7 separate regions of the Mus musculus genome follow, and regions 2, 3, 4, 5, 6 and 7 are each linked to region 1. A link is a contact called in public Hi-C, HiCAR-type and HiChIP or PLAC-seq data. All regions are on one chromosome and are shown on one strand. Each heading gives the region's core, a stretch centred on a gene start, on an enhancer-like site or on the middle of the called end of the contact. The rest is flanking DNA. Distances are from core to core; before and after follow the strand shown.

Region 1 (3,675 bases), core at 528-3,027:
AAAAGCTAGATTCACAACACTGGAAAACCTCCCACTCTCTAGCCCCCACCCCCCCACCCCCACCCCACCCCCACCCCCGTCGCTGCAGGAGAAGCCTTACCTAGCTTGAGATCCCTGTGCAAGATTTCTTGTTCGTGAAGATACTTGAGTCCTGACACAATCTGCCTGAGGTAGTATCGGACTTCTGGCTCTGTCAACACCTTTCTTGCTTTCAAGATGTGAGCCATGGACTAGGAAGAGAAGGGGAGAGAGGAGAATTTGTCAAATAAAGTTACCTAGATCGGGCATCCCTTTGCTGGACTGACGACGCAGTCTCATATGGTGGGAGACTAATTAACTGTCACGGCTAAAACCGCTGATAAAATGTAATCCAAACACCACTCCGGCTTCCTGTCGGCAAGCTCGCTGACCCAGGAGTCAACACTTACCCTTCTACTGCAGTATTCCAAGAGAATGTAAATGTTTTCTTTGTCTTCAAAGTAGTGGTAAAACTGCACGACATGCTTATGGTGCAGTAGTCTGTGAAGCTCGATTTCTTTGTCGATCTAAGGAAAAATAAAAAAAGCAAGAGAAGGCTTATTAGTCTCTCGTCGTGTCTGGAAAGGCAGTGCTTACACATGCAGAAGACATTTTTTTTCTAACAGGGTAGGGCCATCCCTGCACACAAAGAAAATACTTTAGTCGACAGTCATACCCACCTTTTCCCTCTGATGAGGTTTAGCTACTCTGCTGTGAGGAATAATTTTTGCAGCGTAGACTTTGTTGTTTGTCAGATCTGTCATTTCGTAACACTTTGCAAATCCACCCTGCGAGGAAACAAAGCCGAGATGGAATTGAGCAGGACAGAAAAAAGGAAAAAAAAAAAAAATGAAGGGCCAACGTTTAAAATAAATGAATACGTAAATGGGAACGGGAAGCAAAATTTGAGGAACAGAGGGTGGGCAGAGCAGTACAATCTGCTTTGTATAATGGTTTTTCAGGAAGGGCAGCACATTCCTAGAAACCAGTCCAGTTTTCTCGTTTCCCCTTTACAAAGAACTCTATGGAGAAGGGAGTGGAAGGGGGAAAGGGAGGAAAATGCCCTCTGAAGAAATTTGACAGGCTAGCTCCCTGGGGATCAGATAGTGAGAGCCCAAGGCCAAGGTAGAATGCCTTCAGTCCTCCTTCTTAGACTCGGGAGAAAAACAGGCTAAGGATGCAAATCCGAACCCCAGCGCTGTCGGCGCACAGAAGCCCAGGAGGGCAGGAGAGGAACCCACGTCGATCGTTCGGGGAACCAGACAGCTGAAGGAGCGAGAAGTGCGGGCGCTGGGTCCCTGCTCGCTCAGCTTGCCCGGGCAGCCCGCCCTCCCGCCCGGCAGCCTGACGTCCGCCGCTCCTCACCTTGCCCAGCACTTTGCCCCGGCAGTAGCGCTTCCCCGTCGTGGGGTCGACTATAATCCGCGAGATCTCGGGTCCCGAGTGGGAATGGTGGTGATGGTGGTGCGGGGCCGCCGGGGTCACCTGGGCTTGGGGCTGCCCATCTTCAGAAGGCTGCTGCGGTCGCTTCTTCTTTGAGTCCCCGCCGCAAGCTTTGCCCAGAGCCTGCTCGCACATCTTGGTGCCGGCGGCCGGCTGGTAGGTGATAGTCCGCAGGAGCTCCATCGTTGCCTCGCCACCCGACACTGCCTACTTGCCACCTCCGAGGCGCGGACAAGCGTCCGGGCTAGCCCTGTCCCTCGAGCACCAGTCTCTCTCCCTACTCTCTAGTCTGACGTCCTGCTTCGCTTGTGCGAGCAAGAGCGAGCAGCGAAGCTTTAAATACGCGCCGGCTGGCTGGGGCGGGGCCTCGTGACGTCACGGCGAGCGCTCCACCCACCGGCCCCGGAGTCCGCGCTGTGGATAGGTGCGGGGTGGCCGCCTGGATGTCGTGGGCTTCGACCTGGCCTGAAGGCGGCGGTACGCCAAGTGCCCCCAGTTCGTCGCGTGCCCTGACTTTGGACGTGGGAAACAGAAACCCAAGGGCGGACGCCCTGTCTGGGTCCTGGAGGAGCGGGGATGCGGGGTAGCAGCCCGGGGGAGCCGCAGGGTTGGCACCGCCCTCCTGACTGTGTGCAGCCCCACACCCTGTCATCCAGCGAGCCCCGCGGGGTGGCACCCGGAGACCCGGAGCGCTTGGGGACCTCCGCCGCCACCGCAGGCGGGAGGCTCAGTGGCCGGCCTTGCGGAACCGGGCACCAGGCAGAGCCAGAGCAGCTAGGGAACCAGGCACAATCCGGGTCGCAGATCCGGGTGACCTGCTGTGGCGTGGGAGTATCTGAGCTCCCTGCAGCCTCTTCCCATCGCCTGATAAGTGACCCCTGTCAGAGGCCAGGCTCTTAACCTTGGAGTGGAGCGAGGGCTTGACGACTGGAGAAGGTTTGGTACGCAACAAGTCTAAGCAAGATCGCCATCCTGTGGATTTTTTCAGAAAAACGATTAACGGTCTAAGTGGGCCGAGGTTCCTTAGCAACAATATGGGCTGGCTTCCACAGTAACGCTAAAAGTGTTCTGTTGCCAATTATAATTCTACAATTGAAGTCATCTATAACTTTTTGTTCCAACTAGGTGATTCAGATTGCGTGGATCTAATGTCACTAAGCAATGTCACCGCCCTGGTACACAGAGTCAATCTAAGGTCCCACAGTGGGGTATAGTGGAGAATAAAGGCGGCTGTTCAGTTTTTACAGATTTTACTGTTCAGTTGTACCATCTCAGAGACTTTCCTTCTTCCTTGTTCCAGCGCGTATGGTTCCGTATTAACCGCTGGTAGCTATTTTGAAATGCTGTATACATTTTTTTTGGGGGGGGGGGCAGGGTTTCTCTTTTCTCTGTGTAGCCCTGGCTGTCCTGGAATTCACTCTGTAGACCAGGTTGGCCTTGAACTCAGAAATCCGCCTGCCTCTGCCTCCCAAGTGCTGGGACTAAAGGTGTGCGCCACTACTGCCCGGCCCTGTCTATATCATCTTAATACAATCCTGAATGAAAAAGTCTGCCATATTAGGGGAGGGAAAATCATTTTCCTTCTACCCTTTCAAATTATCACTGTGGTTCCTCGGGCTGGGCAGATAAACTGCAGAACCACAAGTTTCTCCATTCACAACAAAAAGAGTACCCTCCAAAGTGGCTTAGAATTGAGGTTTGAATGCTATCAGAAGCCAAAACAAGAGTGTGGGAAAAGACAGGAAACAAAAGGCAGTCGGGAACAAGGGAGTAAATAGGGAAGAGTTTATGTTTTTCACTGATAAGTTTGTTACTTAGAATCGTTCTTTTTGTCTGGTTCTGGAGACTTAGAACTTGAGACTTCTTTTAATAAATGTGATTTTTTTTCTTTTTCCTTACAAAAAAGTGGTGTGCCACTTTCAGGCTTTCTGTGTCTACCTATCTTTTAATTCAATTCAAACTTATCCCGACTCAGCGGTTACATTGAGGGTGACATAGTCTAGCTACCTGTGGACCTGTTTTGAAGGGACATAGCCTAGTCTACATCTTTCCCATCTTACAGGTGAAGAAACGGGGTCCTAGACGATTTAAATAGCTATTATCAATACATTTTTCATAGAACCACGAAGTTTTGCGAACTCCATGCCCGTCCTATTGTCTCGGTTAACACAGTACGTAAGCGGTCACTTCACATTGGAGTTCTGTGTTCCAAAG
Region 2 (3,675 bases), core at 833-3,332, 980 kb before region 1:
CAGGGTTACCTCTTTATTCTTCTTTGGAAGTGGCCTTGCAGACACACTCTTCAGTGTGTTTAACTAATGTAGGCCTTTCTCAATTCAATCAGTTGATAATAAAATCACTGTGGTGGTTAGGATAAGTATGGCCCCTATCAATTCATGTGTTTAAATTCTTGGCCCATAGAGAGTGGCAATATTAGGAAGTATGGCTTTGTTGGAGGAAGTGTGTCACTTGGGAGGTAGACTTTGAGGTCTCATATATAAGCTCAAGTTTCATCCAGTGGGGAAGGGAGCCTCCCTCTGGCTGCCTTAATATAAAGATGTAGGGCTCTCAGCTCCTTCTCCAGCACCATGTCTGTCTGGATGCTGCCAAGCTTCCCACCATGATGATAATGGACTGAACCTCTGAAGCCAGCCCCAATTAAATGTTGTCTTTTAATAAGAGTTGCCTTGGCCATTATGTCTCTTCACCGCTTAAATGACTTCCTCAAGGTCAGCCATGCAGTCAATAGATCTTGAAACTGGAGGCCCCAAAGCAAACTCCACAAGCTTAACTGCTATGTAACTGTGAAGAACGTAGCTCCTCTGGCTGAACAGCTCCTGGAAGCGATTCTGCTGAGGAAGAAGAAACTTCTGGAAAGTCTGCTCCTTCGTTCTGGCTCACTTCTGGCGTTAGCTCAGCAACCTCTGTTGACTTTTTACCTTCTGTCTGCAGTCGCCGTTCCACCAGGCAGATGCTTGATGGTCCAGAATTACTTCTAGGTTCAAGAGGTTATTTTCGTTCTTTCTGCTACTTCTAAATTAGAGCTGGGAAACCTTGTTCTCTTATAAGGTTGAAGAAGGCAGCCGTGTATGGAAACGTGAGCTCTTTTTTTTTAATATATATACTTTTTATTAGGTATTTTCCTCATTTACATTTCCAATGCTGTCCCAAAAGTCCCCCATACCCTCCCCCCCCCTGACTTCCCTACCCACCCACTCCCACTTCTTGGCCCTGGCATTCCCCTGTACTGGGGCATATAAAGTCTGCACGACCAATGGGCCTCTCTTTCCACTGATGGTCGACTAGGCCATCTTTTGATACATATGCAGCTAGAGACATGAGCTCCGGGGTACTGGTTAGTTCATATTGTTGTTCCACCTATAGGGTTGCAGATCCCTTTAGCTCCTTGGGTACTTTCTCTAGCTCTTCCATTGGGGGCCCTGTGATCCATCCAATAGCTGACTGTGAGCATCCACTTCTGTGTTTGCTAGGCCCCGGCATAGTCTCACAAGACACAGCTATATCTGGGTCCTTTCAGCAAAATCTTGCTAGTATATGCAATGGTGTCAGCGTTTGGAAGCTGAGTATGGGATGAAACCCTGGATATGGCAGGCTCTAGATGGTCCATCCTTTTGACATAGCTCCAAGCTTTGTCTCTGTAACTCCTTCCATGGGTGTTTTGTTCCCAATTCTAATAAGGGGCAAAGTGTCCACACTTTGTTCTTCGTTCTTCTTGAGTTTCAAGCGGGAAACGTGAGCTCTTAACCTCTAAGCTTATAGCTAGTTCCCCTCATGAGGGTTACTATCCAAAATGTCATGATGTATTAGCGCTTCTGATAGTGTACATTATTTATCATCTTTTTCAATCTACTGCACACCAAAGCTAGATACATAGTTTGTTCTCCTGGGACTGATCAAGTAAGCATTGCACCTGAACTGGTAACATTAAACAAACAAACAAGCAACCATACATATGATCTACTAGTAAAGCAATCAAATGTGTCATTTTCAAATCTCTGTAGGAAGTTTTATATCAATTCTCTTTGTCAATCAGTAGTCAGTTGTGTGAAGACCACAGTCTAGGTGGTCCTGTTTAGTGGACTAATTAGCCAAGTATGGTGTTAACTTCAACTGCCAATTTAACACAGCCTGGAGTTATCTGAGAGGACAGCCCCAATTGAGAAATTGCCTAGATAAGTTTGGCCTGTGGCCATGTCTATTGGAGATTATCTTTGTTATTAATTGATGTAAAGGGTCCGGCCTACAGTGGGAGGTGTCATCCCTTGGCAGGGATGAACTACATAAGAATGCTGGCTGGAATATAAACTGGTTTGTGAGCCAGCTGGCAAGCATCACCATCCATTGTTCCTACTACATGGTCAGAGGTATTGCTGCTGCGTAGAGTAGCAATTAGGTCTGCTTTCAACTTCCTGATTGAGTTCCTCCCTTGACTTCGCTCATGATGGTTTGTGATCTGGGAGTGTATGCTGAAATGAACTCTTCTACATTCCTCTTGGTCAGTGTGCTTTATCTTAGCAACAGAGGTGAAAACTACTGGTTTTATTTTTTATTATAACACAAAGAGCCCACAGCTATTTCTAATTTTAAAATGTGTGGCAACTCTTCACTTTCAACATTGGGAAACAATGGCATGCATTATTGATTCTTAATATTAGAAGTTCTGCAATGCATAAGTAATTTGGAGATAATATCGCTTAGGTATGGTTAGGGGAAGGGAAGGAAGGCTTCCAGATTTTCTAAGGCAGCTGACTGTTGGCTTTTTATTTTGCCTTATTTTATTTTTATTTCCATATGCCTAGCTCCAGGGAAAAGTTATCTCTTTTTTTTTTTTTTTTTTTTTTTTTTTGGATGTTTGAACTTCCTGAACACATCTTAGTTAGGATAAATAGGTTTAGTGACTTGAGGCACCCTCAGGGGCTCCATGTTACAGAATTTTAACATATCCTACAGTTTGGAAAACAGACCTATAATAAGAAAATGCCTACTGTTGTCTTGGGACCTCATTTGCAACACGTTCCTCACATGCTTGCAATTTGGGCAGGGTTCATGTGCCAAGGTGTAGGACGAAAGATAACCAGACCCAAAATAAACCAGACTGTAGGACGAGTCCTGAATTTTAATGTGCATTAAAAATGTTACACCATCCTGGGTCTACACTGGAAGGGAGACATAAAAGTAAAGGTGATATTTAAAGGCCTGCTTCACTAGCAGGTGTTGTAGTGCAGTAAAGGCTGACAACACCTGAGCTAGCAGACACTCACTCACCACAGACTCATCTCTAAAGCTCTGGGTTCGAGAGGGAAAGGGCATGCACTCTGAGGATAAATGACCTGGGTTTGATTGGGTTGGGGGTGAAAGAGATACTTGCTCTATCTGTGCCTCTATCTGTGATTTGTTTTTCTTCAAATCTGTACAATAAAGATACCTACATCATAGGGTTGTCTCGAAAGTTATTTGGCAAACAGGGTAGATAGGGAATTGATAGGAATGACTGTATGGCAGATGTTGGGCTAAACTCATGGTTTTCAACCTGTGGGTCGAGATCCTCACAGGGGTTACATATCAGACATTTATATTACGATCCATAAGAGTAGCAAAATGACAGTTATGAAGTAGCAATGAAATATTTTTTACAGCTGGAGGTCACCACAACATGAGGAACTGTATTAAAGGGTTGCAGCCTTAGGAAGGGTGAGAACCACTGGGCTAAACCACTAACCTTTCATTCCCAATCCCCCAAAAGCTTTTCACCAAAGAAGCTACAAAGGAAAGCTAGCATTCTTTTCTTTAAGTTACCCTTGCAGCCTGGATGGGGGTGTGGAGGTGAGAGGTGGGGGAGGTGACCAGCTGAATGACTCTAGGCAAACTACTTAGATAGTTCTAGCCAATTACTACAGTTATAGGCA
Region 3 (3,675 bases), core at 712-3,211, 950 kb before region 1:
TGAAATCAGACATCTGTGGGCTCCAGGCTTTCCTGCCCAGATGTGGCTCCCAGTGCTACCGTAGATGAAGAAAGACCATGGGTGTACCTATGGGAGTTTCAGGGCCAGGCCTCAGAGTGGTCCATAGCACAGTGTCTCATACTGCATTGTCTGGAATTTAGCTCACTAGCCTCATCAAACGTCAGAGAGTGCTGGGACAGTGTATTTGTTAGCTGTAGGAACAGCAGTGTTACTTCATAGACTACCTAAAACACTGTGGTCAGCAAACAGTGGGAGTTTGTCATAACCCCTGTAGCTCTGTGGGTTGATGATTGATAGACTGATGGCGGCAGGGACATATGGCTCTGCTCAAGCAGACTAGGCTCCATCTTGGTCGCTAGCTGCTCCCCAAATGTGAGCTAAGCAACTACCTGAAGGAAGTCTTTCTCCAAGGGACAGAAGGATGTGGGTGACCTTCTTAAGGCTGCCATAGCAAAATGCTATAAACACCATGCTTTAGAACAAGAGGAACACATTTTTCCCAAGCAGCAAGTCTAAAATCAAGTGTCAGCAGACCCATGACCCCTCTGAGCAGTCCAGGGGAGAGTCCTTCCGGGACTCTCTGCTAGGCTGCTATCTCCATGCGTCCTTGGCTCTTGCCAGCATTGCTCCTTTACATCTCTCTTCCTCAGCCTTCTCTGTTACCGGCCTTAGACAAGGACACTCTGTCAGACACTGCGTCAAGGACAGCCTTTTACTGCAATTTCTTCTCACTTCTGACATAGTTTTATTTTCAAGACTCCAAGTAATATTACATTTTAAACTGCCAGATGCCACTAAACGGGCAAATTCCTTACATCTATTTGCATCTCATTGGCATCTCATTGGCAAAAGGCAGTCAACAGGGTAAGCTCTAGGCTCAGAGGCAGACAGGCAGATTGCATTTGTTTTGAGAACTGAAAAAACACAGGAGAAAGGGCATAGTTGCAAGACGTCTTTACCCAAATCCTAGTCTACTACAAGAGCGCACTTTGCTGTGACCGAAGGAGAAGCAGAAGAGGAGGTTGGCTGGTGGCTCTACTGGTGGACAATCTCTAGATTGTCATCTGCACCAGTGGGCTTACTGAGAAGTTCCTGTGCCATGGGGTGGTTGTACTGAACCATTAACACATGCTAGCTGCTTAGGAAAGTGTATGTCACACAGTAACCGATGCTGTCACTAACCTCGCAGCTGGCACTCCCTCTCCAGCATCTGCGTCATCCCTGCCTTCTGAGTTTTGTTAACACAAACCACTTTCTTTATTCTTTCCTCATTTGTTTTTTCTTTTGAGATGCTCCCAGGTATCTCAGACTTGCTTGGAACTTGCTGTGTAGTCAAGGACGAGCTCGACTTTTTGCCTCTCCTGCCCTCACCTCCAGAATGGCTGGGGTCACAGTGTTTTGCTGTGCCTGGGGACTGAACTAAGGGTTGTGTGCATGCCAGGCAAGCACTCCACCAGCTGAGCTACTTCCCCAGCCTGACACAAGGAGGTTCTATTCTGTATAATTCACATAGCTTAGAAATGAAGTTCTCCTGGTAAGGAATCCAGTTATTAGGATTTGGAAGGAGTAGGTCTTAATGGCAGAGTAACATAAGACATGTACGATTACTGCAGTAACAGCGGGCAATTAAAAAACCCCACAGCAGTGCAGTGGCCTCCTGGGAGGGAGAATATTTGGTACAGCTCTGGTTAAAGCAGAGGAAGTGAAGTAGGCCACGGCCTTTGTAGAACGGAAGTGATCCAATGCAGTTGTCAAGCAAAATCTAATTAGATAAGGACAGCAATGGTAAAGGACACTGCGTCATCACCCAGCCTGGCTTCTGGGCCCTGAGAGATAAGGCTACTCGGCTGGAGAACAGGTTCCCCACTGCAATCCCACTCTGTTTGGAACATGAGTCGTTCTATGCTAATGACTCCCGTTGCATCAGTTCCCGAAGATGATGTCAGAGAAGGGACTAAAGCATGCGAATTCTTTTTAATAAAAACTGTTTACTTGGTGGAGTCTTAGTGGTTAACTTTTATAGCAAAATAATTTCTCATTCATGATTCACCTTCAACGTCCATGGCAGTCACAGATGACAGCCAGTGTGACATGGTTGGAAGGTTGGTGCTCTCTCTGTCCCCTCCCCCGCACTTTAAAGTGACAGCTTTTGCAGGGGATTCTGGAGACCTGGTGTGTGCAGTCCCCTTAGGCAAATAGTGCTTAGGGTAGGAGATGGAGCAGCACTCTGCCTTCAGGAAATGATAACACTAAATGGATTGTTTCTGTGCCTATTGACTATAGATTATCTTTATTAACTGTAAGAACTCTGGTAGGGAAAAGCCGTAGTTTCTACCAGTTGAATGGTTGTTAGCTCCTGCTGGTTTAATGTCAATATTTCTGTTAGGATGGGTGTGATGAGTCAGATGGGTTCCCCTGAGTGGTTTCTAACAGGCTTCTGTTTGTTTAGCGCATTGACGTGAAGCCACAGCGAACTTCCTGGCCAAGGGAAGATACTTGAAAATGGAGAGGGGCTGCTGGGCTGTGTGTGTGTGTGTGTGGTGGTAGTGGAGGGAGGAGCTGTGTCATTTCCAGCACACACATTGCAGCAGAGCTGAAAGAGACCTCCCTCCCAGGAGATTCTGCCTGTGCATCACATGGAGGATGGAGGAGCAGCCTCCTCCCAGGGACCTCTTGGTCCACGTGATGATCAGACGCTTCTTGGCTCGTTCTCCATCTGTGGTTGTGTATGTGTGTGCACACGCTCCTGTGCATGTGTATGTGTGTGTTTATAGGAGAGACGGGGAGGAGGCTGGGAAGCGAGGAGAAAGAGCAAGGCATCAACAAGACCTCTGTGATCCGCCTCTGTCAACAGCATCCAAATGCAGTCAGTGGACATTCAGACTTCTACCGCAGCACGAGGCAGTCATTTGCATATTGCCTAAATAAAGACACATCCTTCTTCAACTCCCCTTTCTCCTGAGCACGAGTTTATTCAGGGAGCAGGCAGAGTAGAGCAGGTTGATCAGGGGATCATTGGTCTTGTGTAAGACACATAAGATGAAACCACTGGAGCCTGGCAAGGGACTCTCATTCTCTGTTGCCAGTGATTTGTCAGGGTTTCCATTCAATCCAGTTCTGATAAGCAGTATATCAGTATAAAGGAGCTAAAGGAGAAGATGTAAGGGGTCGTCTGCAGTGGATGGTTTCCTTGGCTGGGAATGGGTTGAAGAAGAGGTATCATAACCCAGGCCCTTTAAAACTGTTCCTTCCTGTCTTAAAAAACAAACAAACAAACAAAAATGACAATACTTGTGTTTTCTACAGCTCTCATAGCCTACCTTGAAGTCCATTATGTTAAGAAAGCGAGAATATAAAGACAAAAAGAACCAACAATAATTCCTCTCCTCCTCCACCACCTTCAGTTTTGCTTTTTTGAGACAGGGTTTCTTTGTGTAGCCTTGGCTATCTCAGAAGTTGCTCTGTAGACCAGGCTGTCCTTAAACTGAGAGATACACACACCTCTGTCTCCTGAGTGCGGGGGTAAAGGTGTGTACTACCATCACTGGCCCAAGAATCAACAATTCTTAAGAGTCTGAGACAGGTAGTATTACTGGGAATTGTTCCAGGTTATCTTGGGCTCATCATTTCAGGCCAGCCTGGGCTTCAGAGTGA
Region 4 (3,675 bases), core at 489-2,988, 930 kb before region 1:
TATGGAGAGTTTAGTATAATTAAGGATGAGTTCCAAGAGCAAGGCATGATGGAGATCTCGTTATTTACCATAGCAACAGGATTGAAAACAGGATGAGAAACTGCTATGTATCCTCAGGCACCACTGAGAGCCCCAGTCAGCTGGCTCGCTCTGAATACAGGTTCTGTTTTTTCCACCAGCTATGATCTCCAAAGACTCGACACAAACAGAAGGTAGCATCCCATTTACTTGGCAGGTATGGTAGTCTGAATAAAAATGGCTCTCATAGGCTCATAGGGGAGAGGCACTATTTGAAAGGGTTAGGACATGTGGCCTTGGGGGTGGGCTCTGTAGTTTCAGATACTCAAGCCAGGCCCAGTATCACTCTTTCTTCCCACTGCCCAAGGATTTGAATATAGAACTCTAAGTTTCTTCATCACCATGTCTGCCTGCGTGCTGCCGTGCTTCCTGCCACGATGACAATGAACTAAACCTCTGAACTTTAAGCCAGTCCCAATTAACTGTTTCCTTATAAGAGTTGTCATGGTCCTGGTGTCTCTTCACAGCAATAGAAACCCTAATTTTGACTGAGACAGGAGGGGTAGAGTTTTTATGGAGGTGGCTTTGAAGGATATACCTATAAGGACCTAATTGAAATGAAGAAGGTGATAACTTGAAGAGCCAGAGATGACTCCATTAAGGCAGCTGATGAAGTTCCATAGGGAAGTGCCATTTGTTAGATCCTTGTGGGATAAAGACATGGTAAACTAACAACAGTAACAGCAACAAAGACCCGAATTTGAATGTCCTAAGCGTCATAAGCTCTTAATGTATTCTCTTGTAGACCCTGAAAGACTTCCAGGGAGCATACATCACTTTTGCCTGAATTTTAAAAGGGGCAGAAGCAGAGGCAAACGTGACCTGGCCAGTATCACACACACATGTATTTATATTCCCTTGCTCTGGCTCAAGCCTGTGTTGCTTCCAAGGAGGGATGATAATGAGCAGAAACTCTCTGAGCAGTCGTGGAGAAAATACAAGGGTTTCTGTGGCATTAGTGTAAGATATGTGGGGCTGTGAAATGGGAGAAGAGCCAAGGCGTTGGGCAGGATTGTATAGCATCATAGTATATATGCTTAGGGTGTGTGAGTCCCAGCATGAGAAAGAGGAAGAAGAGGGAGTAGGAGGGGGAGAAGAATGGTGGGGGAGGGCAGGAAGAACCTTGAATTTAATCCTATGAGATCTTTTAATTTCTCTCCCCCCCTCCACAACTACATTGTGAGTTTTTGCCCAGGGAGTAAAATGGCTCAGTGAGTAAGAACACTTGAGGTGAAGCCTGGTGACCAGGATTTTGTCCCCAGAGAGAACTGACTCTTGACAGTTGTTCTCTGAGCTCCACATGGGTGCTGTGACAAGCCCTCTCCTCCCTGCAGTGAACAAATGAAAAAAAAAAAAAGAAAAATATGTGTTTTTGAAGGTTAGCATACAAGATAATGTGTTTTATTATGACATTTTCATGCATATTCATCATTAAATACTATTCTAATTCACCCATGATTTAGGTATAAAATGAAAGCTCTAGTGTCCTTGTCATAATGTTTATTGATAATTATACTACAGGTTTGGTATCTCTGGGGAGAGTATTTACAGAAACTCGCCAGTGATCACTTTATAACGGCCTCTCTATTGCTAGGAATCAGACGTACTTAGATGAGAGAGCTCCAACTGATAGGGTAAACAGCTTTTCAGTGCGATGGCTCCGGATCTAATGAGCAATTATGGAGGAGAGATACCATCCAGCAGCAGGCTCTGCCAGCTCCAGACACTGCTGAGAGCTAAGCTAATAGGGAGAATGGAATATTACCTAAGCACAGGGCTGAGGACGAGGGCTCAGCGTTGGGTCTGGGAGACATTGACTACTGCATAGTGGGAGACGGCAGGCAGGGCCTTTGTTTTCTTCTCTCTGCAGTAGGTGGTTTGGTAACAGCATGGGTTTCATCCAAATGTGGTAGACTTCAGTTGTTGTGGGCTTTTCATCCCCTTTATAGGGAAAGAGACAATGTTCTAGCATTAAGCTGCCTATGTCTACATCTGTTCCTATATCTGTACTCACAGACTAGCGCAACTCTCAGATCACATGCGTTTCTTCATGCAGTGGACAGAGGTGAACAGAATCTTATCACTGGTCAACATGCATAGAAAAGTGTCTGTGTGGCGATACATATGGGGAATCTCTATTACCATTGAAACACTGAGGAGGAGGGCTTGGGAAGATGGTGAGAGTCAGAGGTCAGGCAGGACCGGAGTGAACCGGTATCTCCTGAGCATGACAGGACCTTTGTACTCATGAACTTACAGCAGCTATGGCTCCCTGCAGAAGACCAAGCCAGTCAACATTTCAGTATGGACTAGAGAAGGACTCATGAGCCCTGTTCCCTAGTTGAGAGACTGTGACAGTTGGTGACATCTCAGGGAAGGAGTCAGTTGGTTTTTTTTTTTTTTTTTTTTTTTTTTTTTGTGGAGTAAAAGCCCTGGTAAGTGGACCACCCTTCAGAGATCACACATCCAAAGACACAAACTGGACTTAGTGGGTTACTACAAACCAAAAGGAGAACATAATATTGAGGAGGGGTGGGAGTGGGGGTAAATATGGCAGGAGCTAGGGAAGGAGTATAATCAAAATACATTGTATGCATATGAAATTCTCAATGAGAGTTTTATTGAAAAATCATACCTGTGTGTGCTTGTGTGTGTGATATGCATATGAGTGTATGGTGTGTGTATATGTGTGCTTATGAGCATGTGATGTGTGTATGTGTGTGTGTGCTTGCCTGTGTGATGTGCATATGAGCATGTGAAGTGTGTATGTGTGTGTGTGCTTGCTTGTGTGATGTGCACATGAGCATGTGAAGTGTGTATGTGTGTGTGTGTGCTTGCCTGTGTGATGTGCAGATGAGCATGTGGTGTGTATATGTGTGTGTGTGCTTGCTTGTGTGATGTGCAGATGAGCATGTGGTGTGTGTATGTGTGTGTGTGCTTGCTTGTGTGATGTGCACATGAGCGTGTGGTGTGTGTGTGTGTGCTTGCTTGTGTGATGTGCAGATGAGCATGTAGTGTGTGTATGTGTGTGTGTGCTTGCTTGTGTGATGTGCACATGAGCGTGTGGTGTGTGTATGTGTGTGTATGTGTGTGCTTGCTTGTGTGATGTGCAGATGAGCATGTAGTGTGTGTATGTGTGTGTGTGCTTGCTTGTGTGATGTGCACATGAGCGTGTGGTGTGTGTATGTGTGTGTATGTGTGTGCTTGCTTGTGTGATGTGCAGATGAGCGTGTGGTGTGTGTATGTATGTGTGTGTGTGCTTGCTTGTGTGATGTGCACATGAGCATGTGGTATGTGTATGTGTGTGTGATCCTGTTCTCCTTACCGGAAACCATTTTACTTAGAGTTAACAGATCAAACTCAAGACGTCTAGTTACATTTAGTAAATAACCTTTTTTGGGATTAATTTTTCCATGCAGTGTTCAGGTCATACACTAAAACAATAATTTTTTAATTTATCTACAGCTCAAATCCAAGTGCTGTTTGCAGGTCTGGCCATTATGGCGACATGGATGAGTATCATGACTGAGAATTTCTATTTCTTCTGTTATTTGATCACAAATCCTGATTAGATCAAGAGCAACAGTGCAACTTTGC
Region 5 (3,675 bases), core at 448-2,947, 900 kb before region 1:
GGTTGGGTGCCCAAGGCAGAACCTCTGTTACTGGGTCTAAGAGCATCACTGAGCTTATGAGGAGCCTCAGCATAGTTTCTGAAGTCTCTCTGACATAGTGCCATCTTTCAGAACTGGTTCTCCCCTGATTCTCCCTCTGATAAGCCCCCAGTCTAGTCAGTGAGAACCTAACTCGCTGTTATCACTATGTGATGGACCTGAAATGACTCCCTCTGCTACTTCTGTTTAGTTTGCTCTACAGTCTCATGTCATGGAACCTCTGGTACAAATACAACCTCATCAAAGGTGTACTGTTGTGTTGGGTAGGGAGAGGCACTATGTCAGGGCAGACACAGAGCCTAGGTTTTGCCAGTTCTTTCTTCCTCAACAGAGGTTTCTTCTTTCTTTCTTTTTAAAGTGTGTGTGTGTGTGTGTGTGTGTGTGTGTGTGTACATGAATGTGAGTGTGTGCCTATGAAGGCCAGAGAAGATGAGGACACTTGGTTTCGATGGAGCTGGGGTCACAGGCTGTTATAGGCCACTGGAACACCATTCCTCTGTGAGAGCATCAAGCACTCTTAACCAATGAGCCACTTGTCCAGTTCCCATCGCCAGAGGGTTCTTTCTCTCCATGGCAGATATCTGTTCTCTCATGCCTCTTTTGTCTCCTTCACCCCACCACCCTCATGCATTTTGTGCTTTGAGAATGCCCCACCGACATCTCTTTCTTAAATCATTAAACTGCCATCCAGTGGAGCCAAGTGTATTAAAGACAGCTAGACTCCAATAAGATGTGTATAAGATGAAAGTGCCATCTTTCAGCAATCCTGGTGCTATCTCCATTCCTTCTACCTGCTGAAATCAGCTCTTAGGAAGGGATACTAACAGGTGATGTGTGGCCTGTGAAGTGGGATGAGAGGCTGGATCCTCCTCCTCCTCCCCCCCCCCTCCTCTTCCCCCTCCTCCTCCTCCTCTCCCATCCTCCTCCTCTTCCTCCTCATTCTTGTTTTTGGATTTTGGTTTCTCTGTGTAATGAGCCCTGGCTGTCCTGGGCTCACTCTTTAGACCAGGCTGGCCCTAAACTCGCAGAGATCTACTTGCCTCTGCTTCCTGAGTGCTGGGATTAAAGGTGTGCACTGCCATGACCCAGCAGGCTTGGTCTTCTAAAGAAAATGATGCTGTCAGGAGCAAGTGTGCTAGGATACTTCACCAACCTGGAGAGGCCACTGTATACCAGTAGATGCCTATAAACAATGTGGGGACCCGCGGCATGGAGGCTATGTCTGTGTGCCTTATAATGGGTCACATTGTAGAAAGACAGTGCTACAATAGCCATTTATGTCTTGTTTATGCAAATTAGAACTGGCTTCTCCCCCAGGCAGGGAAGCGAATTGCAAGGCATCTCAACAAGCAGAGTTGGAGAGCTTGTTTGCAGCTGATGGGAGATTTTTGTTTCCTTCCTAGCTTTGCACCTCATCCAGTCTTCCAACACTTGGGTTCCTGGAGTCCAGCCAGGATGCCAGTGGAGCTCCTGGATTCGGACAAGGCTCCTTTGTGCGTGTGGCCACATTATCCTTTCAGAAATGAATCAGGAGAGGAAACAGGAAGAACACTTTTTTTTTTTAAACTAACATCAGTGATCGGTGGTGATGGCTTCAGGGTAGGAGCTGGAGCGTGTTGGCTGGAGCACTCAGCCAGGAACAGCTTTCTGCAGAAATGACCTTTGGTGTCTGTTTATCCTAACTGCTGGGGAGAGGGGCCGGGGAATGCTTGCCACACACTGACACGTCTGTCGCTGGGATCTCTGTGTGTGCTCAGTGCTTGCTCCGGCTGGACCAGCTGAAATGACCTGCAGTTTTAATGTCGAAGACTTCACAAAATAACCAAAGTCAATCCCATACACTCTCTAGAGAAACTGCAGAAGCACTACAACACAACAGGAGTGTTAAAGACACACGCAGCGCTGGAAACAGTCGCAAAGTGTTTTTCCTTAGAGGAAACGTCATGGCAGAGATAGTTTAAGTTCTAAACTCAGGCCTGGCTTAAATCTGCTCCATATGAGGAGTGGTAGTGCGTATGCTCTGATCCCGTTTCCTTATCTGTAAGTGTAATGACTGCTTTGAAACCTTCCGGGTTCAGTATTAGGATTAAGTGAGAAATTTATGAGAAGTATCTGGCAGGGAGTTGGTATATAATAAAACTTATTTCTTTTCCATGGTCAGATTGCTGGTTGTCTAACTAATATCCGGGACTTCTTTTGACTCCCGGAACTCTGATTTCATTTGAATGTCAGTGTTCTCAGGAGTGAGATCATTTCCTAATGGCTTTGCTGCTGGAAGTTGTCATGTGATCTAGTTCTAGCAACATTAAGAAGCTGTTGGGAGGGAATTCTGGGAAAGCATTTTAAAAGGAAGTGAAGTCAGAGATTGCAGATTTCCCCATTCCTCAACTATGGACAGAATAGCTGGTGTTGTGGAAACCATCTTGTATCGTAGCACAAGCTTCAGGGTACTAGCGGGATGGAGGGGACAAGAGACAGTAACGGATGTAGGCAAATATAGTTGAAGTATATTGTAGACACGTCATCATGAAACATCGTCAGGACACCCATTATTCTGTGTACTTAATGAATGCTAATAAAATTATGAAGGAAAATGAGGGAACCTTGAGGAAGGAACCTCGCGCTGAGGATCATAGAGAAAGATAGCCATGTGGCTCCTGGTGACACTCTCAAGGCATAGCTGCCCATGACTGCCTCCCTCTCCCATGTAAGAAATGTGTGAGCCAAGTGAACGCCCATATCATGACGACATCTCCTACTTCAGCCTCTGTTGTTAGGCAGTGGAGAGCAATCCCTAGCTTCTCTCTGTAACTGTGGGGTCTTATTTTGATTCCATATTTAGCTTGTGTTAGTCAAGCTAGTTTGTAGACTGAAGTGAAGAGAGCTATGAAGTGATTCTGTGCTACTGCTCCTATCAGAGTTTTTAAAAATTACCTTTTCCTTTACACAATGGACTTGTTTGGGATCTTCTAGCTTCTTTGAGATCCCCATGTCTTCTGAGGATGATGACTTAGGGGTTAGGGGCCCAATTATGCAGTTTTTACAGAATGCATAGTTCTTTTACATCATTGTAAAATTGAAAAAAAAATAGGTCAAACTATCAGTAAGCTGGGGACTATCTATCTATATGTGATCAATATATGCTCACCTGTTTTCATTGTTTTAATTTTTTGAGACAGAGTCTGGCTAAGTATCCCAGGCTGACCTTGAACATGTGATCCTCTTACTTCTGCCTCCTGAGTGCCGGGATTACAGCTGTGCATCATCAGCCCCTGCTATTTGTTTTTTGTTGACACATAGTGTTTGTAAATGTTTGTGAAATCTTTTTTTTTTTTTTTTTTTTTTTTTTTGTTTTTTTTCCATTTTTTATTAGGTATTTAGCTCATTTACATTTCCAATGCTATACCAAAAGTCCCCCTTACCCACCCACCCCCACTCCCCTACCCACCCACTCCCCCCCTTTGGCCCTGGCGTTCCCCTGTACCGGGGCACACAAAGTCTGCGTGTCCAATGGGCCTCTCTTTCCAGTGATGGCCGACTAGGCCATCTTTTGATACATATGCAGCTAGAGTCAAGAGCTCAGGGGTACTGGTTAGTTCATAATGTTGTTCCACCTATAGGGTTGAAGATCCCTTT
Region 6 (3,675 bases), core at 526-3,025, 820 kb before region 1:
TGAACTTTGTTCCCTTTGCTTTTGTCTCTTCTGAACTTAGTTTGCAAATGTCATTCATCGTTTATCTGTCCGGAAAAACATGACCATGGGGGAGGGAGTGGCGAGCGTTTCAGAAGGCCAGCTCCCATAACCTGTAAAGCAGGGGCTCTGGAAGATGATTCCCAGGGGCAGGACCATCTCGCAGGCTGTGCTTCTGTAGATTGGCTGGCACTGTAAGTCAAGGTTCAGATATGAGAACTAGGTAACCTGGATGGTGATGATCCTTGACTTCTCAGGGAGAGAACTCACTCAAGTTCTATTAGAGAACTTGGAGGACATCAGAACTTGGGTGGCTCCTGGTTCTGAGGCTCATTACCGCACACATACTCATATCTCACAGCATCGATGTTAGATCCAGTGTCAGGAATCCTGTGGTTGTTTCTTACTGGTTGACCAAATGTTAGTCAACATTCTCAGTTCACAAAACCTTCTCGGTGCTGGGTCTTTGAAATCCATCCATTCTTGACAAGCTTCCTTCTATGCTGTGAATAGACACACGGCCTTGGCCATCCATTGATTAGTTCAGTTTCCTAGGCACAATTCTTATGGCAGGAGTAAGCTTGTCTGGGGAGTGGAGCAGTCAATATATTTTTTCGTTTAGGACTGTGGTAAATGAAAAGAGATCTCTCTTAGCTGCTCTCAATTCTGGATCCATCTTGTGCTAGCGGGGAGTCATAGCCAAGGGGCAAGGTGGGTGTAATTGATGGGGAATTTCTAGGAGGAAATACTGGGACTTGGGGGGGGGTGTCTCTGGCTAAATCAGCTTATGCTTTTTGTCAAAGGCATGCCAGGGTAATAAGATACTAATGGTGGAAGACCAAGGGGTGATGGGAAATGGACTTTGTAGATTCTTCCTGACTAAGCAGGGTTCTTATAAAAATTAGACTTCTCAGAACATGCTGAAAGATGGCACCTGGTCATTACGGAGTCTTAGAGGGAGAGTACTTTGTCAAGTTTTGGAACATTTCTTTGTCTTAAGTCAGTTTTAATGACTTTTCCCTTTCTCATCCTCGTCAGTGCGTTTCTATGCAGTCTGACCTCGAAGGCAATCCACGGGGGAAGCTCTGATTGACTCAGCGCTCATGAAATAAGATGATGAAAACCAACCTTCCTCCTTCTCTCCTGTCTCTGGGCGACCTTTCATGGTGGATGCTGGGAACGTAAAGTTAAGAAGAAATCCATGGAAAGCAAGACTCCTAAGTCTAGACAGCCACCAAGGCTCAAGGCGTCAGGCAGACACAGGAGCAAGAATAGCAGCGGAGGCTAAGCTGTATTTTCCCTTGTTTGGAAAGGGCAAGGAAGGCTTGGGAGTATCTTTGGACAAAGAGATCAGTTCTTTTCTTATTTGAGAGAAGTAAAAGATATGGTATTTCTCCTTCTGTTGTTTCCAGAGATTTCTTCAAGGGTGGCACAAGAAGCTGCACATAAGGAGAGCAGCAACAATTTGTCTAGACAAAGGGGTGGTTTTTCCTTCCTCCACACAGTGCAGCCCAGGGAGCTGTCTCTGGCTAAGTCTCCAGCAGGCTTGTCACTCCAGCTTCCTGAGAACTAGACAGCTCCTCCTCTGGGCCCTGCCTTTGTACTAGGAAATAAAAAAAGTTCCAGGTCTGCACTCCAAACCCACCCTGCTTGGGGAATCCCACAGGTTCCTTTCTGTTCTCTCCCTGCAACTCTCCAGAGGCCATACATCATCGTGGTAACCCACCTTCAAAATGGGCTTTTGTCATTTTCCGTGCTGGGATGGGAGCCAGCCATTGCCGCAAAACCTCTGAGCTTGAAGGAGCTGAACCAGCTGGGGAAGTTCCTGGAGCGTTTGAAAGTGATATATCCTATTTCACAGAAACCGAAGACAATGGTTTGATGTTTTAAAATGTAAGCTCTACCATTTCTGGTTTTAATTTAATGGAAAGGGGATTTCCCTGTGAGGGATTTTGTTGGGAAGGGAGGGAGGAAGACAGGGCCCCCTCCTCGAAAGCCCATTACTGCTCTGTTTCCAGTTCCTCCAGCATTCACAGAGCTCCGGCTTGCCTGTGTTTTTGTTCAAGGTCTCAGCATCTGTGGTAAGGGAGGAAGGCAGCCTGGTTGAAGAAGAAAGGCACACTGCAGACTTGAATAAGGCTCGCAGCCACAGCAGCAAGAAAGAGACATCCAGGTCTCACCTAGATCTCATCTGTACATTTAATTCATTCATTCATCTTTGGTGCTTTTGAGACAGGGTCTTGCTTTGTGGTCCAAGCTAGCCTTAAACTCATGAGCCTCCTACCTGAGCTCCTATGTTCTGGAACAGCAGGCCTAGTCTACTATGTTCATCTCACTCACATGTTCACTTGGGTAAATCCAGGCACAGAACATTTTCATTTGTTCTATGTCCCATGAAGTTCAACTCACCATCGCTGGGTATATTGAACAAACCTGTACTCTCAGCATTCAGGAGCCTGATGCAAGAGAACTTGTAGTTTTATAACAGGCTGGACTACACAGGGGAAAAAGAAAAGAGCCACTAACTAGATCCTCCCCCCCCCCCCCATGTCTTCTCAGGAAGCACTGGTGTTGTTTCCACTTCCTACTTTCCTTAACTCATAAAAAGTCTCATAAGTTGGACAAATCGGTATGACTTCACTTCCATTATGCATTAGTATTGAACTGCAACAGAAGCTTGGGCTCATTTAGAGCCCACTGTAGGCCATTTATTATGCCCTCTCTACTCTTTCCCTAACAAGCTCAGTAGTTTGTCTATAACATGTCAGCGGGCTGTGTCCAGCACAATTCACAGAAAACCATATATGCAGAGCTTGTGGAGAGGTGTTCTTCCATAAGAGGTCTACACGTGTATATCAAGACAAAAAAGCAAATGTCAATTAGAAACTTTGAAAACAAAACCAAGGCAAGTGTGGTATTGCAGTCTCAGCTATTCATATAAGTTGTTTGTAAGTTCAAGACCAGCCTTGGGCAAATGTAGATGAGTAGTGAGTGGTGGACCTAGGGTAGCAAAGTCTTACAGCTTTGGATTTGCTTTGGGTCCCCTTTCTGCCTTTTTTCTTTTTCTATTCTCTTTACTTCTTTCTTTCTTTCTTTCTTTCTTTCTTTCTTTCTTTCTTTCTTTCTTTCTTTTCTTCCTTTCTTTCTTCCTTCCTTCCTTCCTTCCTTCCTTCCTTCCTTCCTTCCTTCCTTCCTTCCTTCCTTCCTTCCTCCCTCCCTCCCTCCTTCCCTCTTTCCCTCTCCTTCCTTTCTTTCTTTCTTTCTTTCTTTCTTTCTTTCTTTCTTTCTTTCTTTCTTTCTTTCTTTTCTTCCTTCCTTCTCCCTTCCTTCCTTTTCCTTTCCTCCCTCCCTTCCTCCCTCCTTCCCTTTTTCCCTCTTTTCTTCCTTCCTTCCTTCCTTCCTTCCTTTCTTTCTTTCTTTCTTTCTTTCTTTCTTTCTTTCTTTCTTTCTTTCTTTCTTTCCTTCCTTCCTTCCTTCCTTCCTTCTCCCTTCCTTCCTTTTCACTTCCTCCCTCCCTCCCTCCCTCCTTCCCTCTCTCTCTCTCTTTCTTTCTCTTTTTTTTTTTTTTTTACTTTACCAAAGCTATTCGCTGACTTTCAGAAAGCACAATCGCTGGATTTCATTTTAGTGTGTTCTTGAGGAATGCTTTAAATAGAG
Region 7 (3,675 bases), core at 349-2,848, 730 kb before region 1:
GAAGCCCAGATATTTCAATAAGTAGCATTAAAAGAACTTGACATGCACATACGAAAAGAAAAGAAAATCAAATTTAGGCTACGACTTTGTATCTTTCATCAAAACTTGACTCAAAAAGTATTATGGACGTAAACATAAAACAATTCAGTGCAGTTCACAGAAAATATGGAAGAAGATTGTATGACTCTGGACATGGTGATGGCTTGGTAGATACAGGAGCAAAGTAGAATCTAAGAAATCATTTACAAGATGGACTTTATTAAATTAAAAATGTTTACTATATTATAGGAAAGATATGCTAGGAGAGGAAAAGCTATTCCTGGGGAAATTTTTTCCTGAAAAGATAGATCTTATACAGGATGGTTATCTAAGTACATAACGATCCCTTGAGTCTAAGGGGTTGTGGAACCAGTAAAAGCCAGGTAGACATGACATCCCTGGAGCAACATGGTTAGCTAAAGTAGCTGACTAGTGAATATCAGGGCTCAGCAAGACACTCTTACTCAATAAGAGAGGAAGACAAAGATATTAATCTCTGGTGAACACATGCAGCCATTCACATGTGAATACACACACACACACACACACACACACACACACACACACACACACACACACATACACCCTACACACCTTCATCTATACTTTATAGCTTGGCAATTCTAGTTGAAAGCATAACTGATTGTTTTGCTCTCCCACTAAAGTTTTTTCTTTCCCATTGAGAGACTAGGAGTTAGACAGACCAGTAGACAGATAGAAAGAGGGGTCATAGGTAGGTACTAAAGGTCGTGAATTTTCAAAGTGGCTAGCTTTCCCCTCAATCATATGGCTTGGGGCAAAAGCAGGCCCCTTCCTGATGGACTGGCTCAACAATTTTGAGGTCCAATCAGGACATGCCACCCAACACTTGCTGACCAATCAACCATTCTATTTGTCTTCAAACTGACCAACCCTAAATAAAGTAGGGTTGGAAATCTCTTCAGGGGCTTTAAACTTCCCAAGCCTAGAGAACAGACTGGAATTCTTTCACCTTTCTGAATCACCCTAGTACTTTGTGATGGATTCTTTCTCCTTGTGTCTGTGGCATGTGTGTGTTCCCCAATATTTGCCTTTCTTAACTGCCAAGTCTGTCTGGGCTTGGGAGCTTTCTCTGCTGTTAGTGTTGCACTTCAGAGTTTTTCCTGCCTTTTAATTTTTTAACTGACAGAGAAAATGACAGGGAGCCCAACCAAGCCCCTAGACTGACTCAATTCCAGATTGTATCACTATCATACCAGAGAGGAATGGGATTAGGATCCAGAGAGGAAGGCTTTGAGGGAGGCAGGAGAAGAAGAATGTGACAGGTGTCCTCCTACAGACTGGACTCAGTCAGTCTTTTCACCCGCAGGAGAATCAGAGTCCTGGTATAGGTGGGCAGGGAGTCTGAGAAAAGGTGACAAGCAGGGACACAAGGGAGTTTTGTTTCTGAATGTAATTTCTCAAAGTGAGCACCAGACTTATAATACAGAAGCAAAACAAGAAAGCTAGGTGAATACAACAGTCAAGGTACATCGAGATGCATAATGGCTCTTTATACAGAACAAAGAAAATGCATACATAAAAAGATAGCAGGGAGCCATGCAGTGTTTACAGCTGAGATAGGAACAGCCCTATCTAAGATCAGCTAAACACAGGAACCTGGTGAATGCTCTGATGTAAAGCTAGTCTATTGTTAAACCCACCACCAGGGGTCCCTTAGTAAATTCCTAATTATGCCATTCCTCTGGGCCTAGTGAAAAACATGCACCAGGGGAATTCTGCTCTACTAACCCTTTCATGAATAATATACTTCAGTTCCTCCTAAAACCATAATCCACCTTCTTCCTAGGCCATTGTAAATTCCTGTGTATGGGAGTGACTCAGCTATTGTTCTACATATTTACTATGTAGACTAGCCCTGAGATTTCTAGCTCTATTCAAGTAAATTATAATGCCTGATTTCTTTCACTGTCTCTCTTACAATACTAGAGATAATTTTGAATGGTACTGAATAAGTAACATTCTTTCTGAATTCCAAGCCCAGGGTCGGCTGAAGGACTGCCTAGGACATTGGAACACTGGTAGAGGCTAATCTAACTTACGTATATGTCAAAAATCAATCCTTAAAGGCACTTATAATAAAACAATACTGAAAGAAAGCACACAGATCCATACACCCGACTAAAACAGGGACAGGTTTGGAACATTCGTGCTATGGGAATGCCAAAGTTCCAGGAGGCTAAGTTTCCATGAAACTCTTTGCCTTGTCACTGCATCCAAGCTTTTATGCCTGTCACTCAGACTTCACTGGAGTGGTTGTGGCAGTGTCTTTTGAGTTTGGTTCTCTGTAAAGCTGATTTTAGAAACTCAGGTTCCCTTCAATGTATCTTAGAAATTGGGAGAGAGAGAGAGAGAGAGATCCAGCAAATGTCACTGGTGGTAGAGAAGGTAGCTGGTATGTTTTTTAGATATGCCCTTTCTGCATGCAGTTTGATAATGGCATCACCTATTGGAAGTATAGAAGATGAAAGATTAGGTACATAGCTCAACATGAAAGGGTTATGTGTGTGTGTGTGTGTGTGTGTGTGTGTGTGTGTGTGTGAGAGAGAGAGAGAGAGAGAGAGAGAGAGAGAGACCCTGAAGGCTATATATAATATGTACATACTAAGATACTAATACAAGTTCCTACTACCATGTGTGAGAAAACTGCTTCATTTCTTCATTGTTATACTTCATTTATGCCTCAGTTGATATAAAAGAAGGAATTTTATCATTTTATCATATCAATTAATATTGGTAACTGTTGTAGTCTATTGACTACCACTGTATTATCATATGCTATGTTTCATAAGTTTGCTACCTCACAAAGAATAGACAAGTTGGTCCTTTCTTATTTTATGAATTAGGAACCGGAAGACCAGCACGTCAAGCAAGTTGCCAAACTTCTTTATGTAATATAATAACTCATGGGTTAAGATGGTTTTAGCCCGTCTGCCTGAAACTAACATTTGTGTTTCTGATCCTTGCTTTCTAGTTTGGGCATGAATCAGGGCCATTTTCTGGTTGGGAGAGGTAGCTAAATGTTAAGATAGGATATCAGTGGAACTTTGGAAGAATTATTTCTGACACCCACCTTTAAATAATGTCTTCCTTGCCTGTGTGAGGAATACATGCCACAAATGGAGGCTTAGTTTCATTGAACTTGGAAGTCTTCCTTTGTACTCTAGAATGTCTCACAGAATCTCTTACACAAATCTTTTCTATGTTTCTATGGTGATTTGCATGGCCCATTAAGTCTCTTCTTTGTTGCCTATAAATTTTTTAAAATATTTTTATTAGGTATTTTCCTCATTTACATTTCCAATGCTATCCCAAAAGTCCCCCATACCCCCCCACCCCAACTCCCCTACCCACCCACTCCCACTCTTTGGCCCTGGCATTCCCCTGTACTGGGGCATATAAAGTTTGCAAGTCCAATGGGCCTCTCTTTCCAGTGATGGCCGACTAGGCCATCTTTTGATACATATGCAGCTAGAGTCAAGAGCTCCGGGGTACTGGTTAGTTCATATTGTTGTTCCACCTATAGGGTTGCAGATCCCTTTAGCTCCTTGGGTACTTTCTCTAGCTCCTCCATAGGGGGCCCTGTGATCCATCCAA

Evidence for each region. Hi-C and Micro-C count contacts between places; a contact is called where the count stands out from the background. HiCAR-type assays count read pairs that join an accessible place to other places. HiChIP or PLAC-seq counts read pairs in DNA pulled down with a chosen protein or histone mark.
Region 2: an H3K27ac HiChIP or PLAC-seq map of heart atrium shows a contact between it and region 1, with 12 times the contacts expected there. The contact joins the enhancer-like site here to the promoter of Plk2 in region 1. A contact is called at or near these places in 4 of 39 promoter capture datasets (the C10 cell line, the HPC-7 cell line and cranial neural crest), 1 of 15 datasets of contacts at CTCF or cohesin (pro-B cells), 2 of 484 Hi-C or Micro-C datasets (bone marrow-derived macrophages and cortical neurons) and 19 of 115 datasets of contacts at active chromatin or transcription factors (SST interneurons, T-cell acute lymphoblastic leukemia, bone marrow-derived macrophages and 13 more).
Region 3: a Hi-C map of CD8 T cells shows a contact between it and region 1, with 3 times the contacts expected there. The contact joins the enhancer-like site here to the promoter of Plk2 in region 1. A contact is called at or near these places in 5 of 39 promoter capture datasets (cranial neural crest, embryonic stem cells, frontonasal cranial neural crest and 1 more), 2 of 15 datasets of contacts at CTCF or cohesin (pro-B cells and stem cell-derived epiblast-like cells), 7 of 484 Hi-C or Micro-C datasets (CD8 T cells, bone marrow-derived macrophages, cerebral cortex and 3 more), 12 of 115 datasets of contacts at active chromatin or transcription factors (bone marrow-derived macrophages, craniofacial prominence, embryonic forebrain and 9 more) and 3 of 9 other capture datasets (adipose tissue, embryonic stem cells and pancreatic islet).
Region 4: a Hi-C map of cortical neurons shows a contact between it and region 1, with 4 times the contacts expected there. The contact joins the enhancer-like site here to the promoter of Plk2 in region 1. A contact is called at or near these places in 4 of 39 promoter capture datasets (cranial neural crest, embryonic stem cells and liver), 1 of 15 datasets of contacts at CTCF or cohesin (pro-B cells), 7 of 484 Hi-C or Micro-C datasets (bone marrow-derived macrophages, cerebral cortex, cortical neurons and 2 more), 15 of 115 datasets of contacts at active chromatin or transcription factors (a beta-TC-6 cell line, bone marrow-derived macrophages, craniofacial prominence and 10 more) and 1 of 9 other capture datasets (embryonic stem cells).
Region 5: a contact with region 1 is called in a HiCAR-type map of astrocytes, with 9 times the contacts expected there. The contact joins the enhancer-like site here to the promoter of Plk2 in region 1. A contact is called at or near these places in 8 of 39 promoter capture datasets (the 3T3-L1 cell line, the C10 cell line, the HPC-7 cell line and 5 more), 7 of 484 Hi-C or Micro-C datasets (bone marrow-derived macrophages, cerebral cortex, cortical glia and 4 more), 22 of 115 datasets of contacts at active chromatin or transcription factors (T-cell acute lymphoblastic leukemia, astrocytes, bone marrow-derived macrophages and 16 more) and 3 of 9 other capture datasets (adipose tissue, embryonic stem cells and liver).
Region 6: an H3K4me3 HiChIP or PLAC-seq map of craniofacial prominence shows a contact between it and region 1, with 8 times the contacts expected there. The contact joins the enhancer-like site here to the promoter of Plk2 in region 1. A contact is called at or near these places in 4 of 39 promoter capture datasets (the 3T3-L1 cell line, the C10 cell line, the SN4741 cell line and 1 more), 1 of 15 datasets of contacts at CTCF or cohesin (the NIH/3T3 cell line), 21 of 484 Hi-C or Micro-C datasets (the AtT-20 cell line, Th2 cells, bone marrow-derived macrophages and 14 more), 17 of 115 datasets of contacts at active chromatin or transcription factors (astrocytes, bone marrow-derived macrophages, craniofacial prominence and 11 more) and 3 of 9 other capture datasets (embryonic stem cells, liver and pancreatic islet).
Region 7: a contact with region 1 is called in an H3K27ac HiChIP or PLAC-seq map of extraembryonic endoderm stem cells, with 12 times the contacts expected there. The contact joins the enhancer-like site here to the promoter of Plk2 in region 1. A contact is called at or near these places in 8 of 39 promoter capture datasets (the 3T3-L1 cell line, 3T3-L1-derived adipocytes, the C10 cell line and 4 more), 1 of 15 datasets of contacts at CTCF or cohesin (the NIH/3T3 cell line), 16 of 484 Hi-C or Micro-C datasets (adipose-derived mesenchymal stem cells, bone marrow-derived macrophages, cerebral cortex and 10 more), 19 of 115 datasets of contacts at active chromatin or transcription factors (the NIH/3T3 cell line, SST interneurons, T-cell acute lymphoblastic leukemia and 15 more) and 3 of 9 other capture datasets (adipose tissue, embryonic stem cells and pancreatic islet).

The regions. Positions count from the first base shown.
Region 1 is chr13:110,393,146-110,396,820 of GRCm38.p6, reverse strand. It overlaps Plk2 (polo like kinase 2), which reads right to left and starts at 1,777. Exons shown (of 14, transcript NM_152804.2): 1 at 1,384-1,777; 2 at 699-806; 3 at 429-545; 4 at 101-230. The coding sequence starts at 1,644.
Region 2 is chr13:111,368,513-111,372,187 of GRCm38.p6, reverse strand. No RefSeq gene overlaps it. Among named protein-coding and RNA genes, the nearest start is that of Actbl2, 120 kb to the right of the region's middle. Within about 2 kb of position 2,082, at least 3 of the 459 cell types and tissues checked have an H3K27ac peak or open chromatin away from gene starts, as enhancers often do. A contact at or near this core is called in heart atrium, where this site is marked.
Region 3 is chr13:111,344,392-111,348,066 of GRCm38.p6, reverse strand. No RefSeq gene overlaps it. Among named protein-coding and RNA genes, the nearest start is that of Actbl2, 91 kb to the right of the region's middle. Within about 2 kb of position 1,961, at least 53 of the 459 cell types and tissues checked have an H3K27ac peak or open chromatin away from gene starts, as enhancers often do. A contact at or near this core is called in CD8 T cells, where this site is marked.
Region 4 is chr13:111,321,529-111,325,203 of GRCm38.p6, reverse strand. No RefSeq gene overlaps it. Among named protein-coding and RNA genes, the nearest start is that of Actbl2, 68 kb to the right of the region's middle. Within about 2 kb of position 1,738, at least 10 of the 459 cell types and tissues checked have an H3K27ac peak or open chromatin away from gene starts, as enhancers often do. A contact at or near this core is called in cortical neurons, where this site is marked.
Region 5 is chr13:111,290,008-111,293,682 of GRCm38.p6, reverse strand. No RefSeq gene overlaps it. Among named protein-coding and RNA genes, the nearest start is that of Actbl2, 37 kb to the right of the region's middle. Within about 2 kb of position 1,697, at least 81 of the 459 cell types and tissues checked have an H3K27ac peak or open chromatin away from gene starts, as enhancers often do. A contact at or near this core is called in astrocytes, cerebral cortex, cortical glia and 8 more, where this site is marked.
Region 6 is chr13:111,209,206-111,212,880 of GRCm38.p6, reverse strand. It overlaps 3110015C05Rik (RIKEN cDNA 3110015C05 gene), which reads left to right. Exons shown (of 3, transcript NR_045908.1): 3 at 1,057-1,412. Among named protein-coding and RNA genes, the nearest start is that of 3110015C05Rik, 18 kb to the left of the region's middle. Within about 2 kb of position 1,775, at least 35 of the 459 cell types and tissues checked have an H3K27ac peak or open chromatin away from gene starts, as enhancers often do. A contact at or near this core is called in craniofacial prominence, neural progenitor cells and stem cell-derived neural stem cells, where this site is marked.
Region 7 is chr13:111,124,029-111,127,703 of GRCm38.p6, reverse strand. No RefSeq gene overlaps it. Among named protein-coding and RNA genes, the nearest start is that of 3110015C05Rik, 100 kb to the left of the region's middle. Within about 2 kb of position 1,598, at least 1 of the 459 cell types and tissues checked has an H3K27ac peak or open chromatin away from gene starts, as enhancers often do. A contact at or near this core is called in extraembryonic endoderm stem cells, where this site is marked.